Regions from separate parts of the Hordeum vulgare genome. Here region 2 is linked to region 1. A link is a contact called in public Hi-C data. All regions are on one chromosome and are shown on one strand. Each heading gives the region's core, a stretch centred on a gene start, on an enhancer-like site or on the middle of the called end of the contact. The rest is flanking DNA. Distances are from core to core; before and after follow the strand shown.

The links. A called contact is a pair of places that touch in the nucleus more often than the background predicts.
Region 2: a contact with region 1 is called in a Hi-C map of seedling, with 8 times the contacts expected there. The contact joins the promoter of LOC123438709 here to the promoter of LOC123438675 in region 1. A contact is called at or near these places in 4 of 6 Hi-C or Micro-C datasets (leaf and seedling) and 1 of 1 datasets of contacts at active chromatin or transcription factors (embryo).

What each region holds. Positions count from the first base shown.
Region 1 is chr1H:378,999,393-379,001,991 of MorexV3_pseudomolecules_assembly, forward strand. It overlaps LOC123438675 (CCR4-NOT transcription complex subunit 1-like), which reads right to left and starts at 1,277. Exons shown (of 51, transcript XM_045115795.1): 1 at 1,029-1,277; 2 at 1-239. The coding sequence starts at 1,127.
Region 2 is chr1H:379,407,524-379,410,122 of MorexV3_pseudomolecules_assembly, forward strand. LOC123438709 (pyruvate kinase isozyme G, chloroplastic) reads right to left here and starts at 1,300. Exons shown (of 12, transcript XM_045115797.1): 1 at 971-1,300; 2 at 8-271. The coding sequence starts at 1,168.

The DNA.
Region 1 (2,599 bases), core at 27-2,526:
GCTTTTGATAGATCAAGTTCATTTGACAACGTTTCGAGGAAAGCATCACTGACAGATATAGTCCTCAGTGCTTCACAAAAACAGGTACTGAAGTATGGTTTATCCAGACAATATCTGAAAACGGTGGATAAAAGATCTTGTTTCGATTGAGAGTTTTTTGCCACCCCGGCATTCAGCAGTACTTCATCCAAACAAACTTGAAGCAGTAAAATGCAACCATCGGGACTGCAGTCAGCTAACTGAACAAAAGTGAAACAAAAAAACATATTAGGGTGACTATAATCCATAAGTTCAGACAAAGTAAAACTTGCTGGAATCAGATGAATGTAAGGAAATTACTAAGGCAGCACATCTTTCAAGATTCAATCAGGAAGTTGCTGAATGCTGCATCACTGCACCAATTGTCTAAACAGTACGCGAAGAGTGTAGAATACATCTCACAAGATCTTATATTGAAATATAAGCAAAGATATTTGAAACTATTCTTCCAACGATTGGGCCGCAAACAGATGCAACTTAACAACAAGCCCCGTGTGAAAACCTCTTATATTCTTCTTAAGGGGCTCTTTGTGTTAACAACAACAAAATGTGCCCTTCACCATAATATGCACTGTGAACACCAAATCTAAACGAACGGACTTAGAAGAAGAAAAAAAAAAAAAAAAGAGGAAAGGACTAAGAAGAATTTTGTTCACTGTATATCTATCCTAAAGCTTAAATTGCGCATAGGAGTGAATTTCGCCACATATTTTGGAAACTTACGCACCCAAATGGAACCGATCAAAAGTGTTCACGATATCCCAACCAAATTTTAGGTTAAAATCGGGCAAAAGTACGAGTGTAAGACAGCTAAATCCGCAAAACCCTAGATTGGTTCTGGAATAGAAGCGTTCCTAAGCACGAATCCATCACGGGGCGGATCCTTCGATCCAGACGGGCAGAACATGAATCGATCACCAGGAGGCATGCGTCGGGAGAAACGAAGCCGCTTCGGGGAGGGAGGAGAGGGGACGGGGGGATCTCGTAACCTGGCAGAGCTCGCGGTAGATGGAGTCACCGGTAGAGTCGTCGGCGCCCTGAACGAGGGAGCGGACCTCGTCGGCGACGGCGGAATTGAAGGGGATCATCTCGCGGACGGCGAAGGGCAGGTGTCGTTGTGAGGGTTGGGTTTGCCGCTGCCAGCACGAGCGCGAGGCTGCGAGAGCAGAGGCGAAGGCGAAGGCGGTGGCGAGCGGTGTTCTGTCGAGCTCTGGTGGGGGAAAAAGGTCAGCGAAATCAGGAACGCCTATGTAGCGCGACAGGTGGGTAATGGATTGCGCAGCCAACTGGCCCAAGAAGCCATTTCTGTTCATGCATTATGAACTGTGCGACGCCAGCCAGGGCCCATAAGATGGTAGATTTAAAAAAAAATCCCCTCGCTTTGTCTTCCAAAGCAACTAACACGATAAAAAAACATTGCTAAGGTGAACAGTACATCAAACCTGAAAAAACAAATGCCAACAACAACAGTTCGACAAAGAGTGGATGACCCGTCACCGTTGCGCCTTCCGGAAACAAACCACCACAGGCCGAGGCTCCGATCTGCCATGTGCCCTCCAAGAAGGGATGCGACATCGACGACGCTGCTGCCCGGACGAGTTTTAGGGTTTCCCCCGACACACGAAAGAAGGTGGGGGATGGATACCACTGACACACTCTAGGAAGGAATTATGGCACCCGTCGGTGTCACCGCATCGGAGCCGGACGAACCGGTAAGGATTTCTCCCGCACTCCAAAACCCACCGCCCAACCGAAGTGACCAGCTAAACCACCGCCCAACCCCATGCACGATCACGGTTGCGCCACCATCCACGATGTCTCATTACGAACACCAATACGACACCAAGGAGACCGGAAAGAGGCGTCAAACGATGGAGCTGCAGCATCGAAGATGGTAGATTTCAAAACATTCAAACCACATATTTCAAAAAAGTTCCAAGCAATAAAACAACTTTGTCCAAAGGCAAAGGCACTATAGACTACAGATTTTTGTATATCATACATCTTGTTAATTAAGCAGATTTGACCCGAACAATGTTCTTCGTCGTGAGTCGTCGGATCACACTCCTCGCATGGTTCAAAGCAACAACGGTAAATTCAAAAAATATCAAAATTGATAATAAAAAGGCCAATTTTTAGAATATCAGCCTGAACATGCTCGTTCTCGTTGATCTAGCACACACATTCTCCGCACACATTCATTTTTTTAATACGGTATAGACATCATCATTGTTGTTGAACGGTTGACAAGCTAGAGGTCGGGAACATACGCTCGCAGTCCATGATGGGCTGCTCCGCCGACCGAGGTTCTTCGAGTTTCTACATGAGCTCGAGACAATCGCGATGCGCACCAAATCCCCTCAAACACTCCTGATATAGAAGGGTGGGGTTTGAAAAAAAAATATCCATGAGCACTAGCATTCAGGACATATTTTTATAGGAGAATCTCATCCGGAAGAGATCGCGGAAAATTCGCTCCTGACAGGAACCAAACTCCGGTCTGCAAGGTAACACCAATGTGCCCTTGCCACTGGGCTACTGCCCGGTCCTCGAGGGGGTG
Region 2 (2,599 bases), core at 50-2,549, 410 kb after region 1:
GACATACCTTTGTGTCGAGCATAATAGCAATCGTGTTGCCATCAGTGTTCTGTGCATTGTACTCCTTCACCAAATCAATCACTTTTTGGTGTGACTGGTGGTCACCATGGGACATATTCATACGCGCAACATTCATTCCAGTCTCTGCAAGCTTCCATATCATCTCACGAGTGTTGGTCGAGGGGCCTATGGTGCAGACTATCTTTGTCTTCCTCCGGGGAGTCACATCCACTGCTTGTGAGGTGGCGTCAGTACTGACATCATTATTGCTCTGCATGCAAACAAAGATAAATCAGTCACTGAATGAACCACATGTTTCGAATGGCTAAATCTCTCATCGCGTTCAGCATACTGCAAAGCAAAAGTAGCATGGAAACAAATGGGCTGTTAGCTAAACAATCTAAAAATTGCTCAGGAACTGCTGAAGAGGCTGAATTGCCTAGGAATTGGAAACCAAATATTTCGAGTCCAATAATCATCAGCCAGCCATTTTTCAAGTTCGGACTGCTTTTTTTTTGGTTTACACTAGTTGTAGTCAGATCAGACATCGGACCAGGAGCATGAAGTCCTCCGAGTGTAATGTGGTGGAGATGAGCAGATCAAAAGCCCTATACGGCGAGCCTACCGTAAGCTGGAACAGATCACGTCAGGCACTGCGCTCGGGATCAGAACATCGACCACTAACAAAGTGCGCGGCAAGGACGACTCCACGACGGTACAAGCACAAACAGACAAATCCCAGCAAGACAGGAGATGGCGAACCCAACCGCGGTGCTCTGGATCAAAATCGCCGAACACTGCAAGAGCGCGGGGCGACCAGGCCAGCCGCTGGCTGGAGCGACCCGCGTCGAACGCCGAGAGCATGAGGCCGGTCTCTACTAAGCGCGCACGGAGCAGCGCCAGGGAAGCAGGAAGAAGCGCGCGCGCAGCAGCAGCAGCAGGGACGGAGAGAGAGGCAGCGGACGCTCACCAGAGCGGAGAGGGAGCCGTTGGTCCCGACGACGGAGAGATCCGCCGCCACCTTCTCGGAGGCGGAGGTCCGCAGCACGCGCGCGGCGACCGCCCGCCTCGGCTGCGGGGGCGCCGGCACCGTCGCGGCCGGCCTGGCCACGCGCGCCGTCGCGGCGAACCCCCGCACCATCTCCGCCGCCGCCGCCGCCGCCGCCATTGTTTGGAGGACGCCCCGCGGTTCGCGCTAGAGACGGGAATAGGGAGGGCGCTGGTGGTCGCGGAGGGGGGGGAGGGAGGGAGGGAGAGGCCGCGGGCGACGCGAGGGTTAATGTTGGGACAGGCGAGGGGAGCACCGCCCGTTCCCTCCGTGGGCCGGGCCTTTATACGCCGGAGGTGGTGGTGGTGGTGGCGGGGGGCCGGAGGGCCCGGAGGCCAGGTGGGCGCAGCGGCGCGGTCCATACGATGCGCTCGTCGCCTCGGTTCCAACGCCCAAGAGAACCGGAGACTCGCGTGCCTGCCTGCCTGCCTGGCACGAGCCAGTTACGGGTGGGACCCGCTGGCTGCAGCGAAGATGGCGGACTGGTTGTTTTCTTTTCTGAACATCTTTTTTTTTTTGTACACGTACACGCAACATTGCACCCAAGTCAAGTCAAGTGCACCTCACACGTGGTTATTTTTTCCTTGCTAGTAGTACTAATTTTATACTATTGCTCATCGGAAACAGGGTTACAGTCAGCGGTGCGGCCACCGGCCCGACCAGAACAAGCTATGCTCCAGAACAAGCTACTTCCAATACAAAGCCGAACGTTGAACCGGTAATGTGAATTTTGAGTGTGCTAACCACATGTCTCATGCGGTGTTTGAACCATTAATGGGAGACGTCGTGGCTCATGATTCCGACACTTAACCATGGTGCAGCTATTATTCCCGATTACAGTTGAGGTGTGCAGGCACAATAATACCGTCAACGCACGTATATCACGCACGGGTGTGCCGAATAAATTAGGTGACCTTTTCATGAAGATACACGTCAATGTTCCTCTTCACAAAAGAAGCATAGGTGGATTTCATGTCAAGAGAAGAAGAAGAAGAAGTGTGAGTGCTACCCGTATCTGAACCCAGTCCGTACCAGTGTCCTGTAATGGGTGGATTTTTTCACGATTTTGACCCATGGGATAAAGTATTTCACGAAATGAATTTTAATTGAAACCATTTCACGATCTGATCTTTTTTGAAACGCCAGAGTCCGTGGCGTTGCAGATGCACATAGAAACGTCAGTCTAATGTGGCGTTACAGACGCACATAGAAACGTCAGTCTAATGTGGCGTTGCAGGCCACGAGTGAAACCCCATGGTCCATGGCGTTTCAGCAGTACACATGTTGCTGGCAGCATGCCGTGGGCTGGCTGGATGTCGTCGCTGCGTTTCATAGTGGGTCTGCAACGCCAGCACTGTTGGCGTTTCACAATCGACCTGCAACGCCAATCTAATGTGGGGCAGCAACGCCAGCACTGTTGGCGTTTCACAGTGGGTCTGCAACGTCACTGTAGACTGGCGTTGCAAAAAAGAAAAAACGTCACGGTAGACAGGTGTATCACTGTAGGGCAGCAACTCCACGGTAGACAGACGTATCACTGTAGGGCAGCAA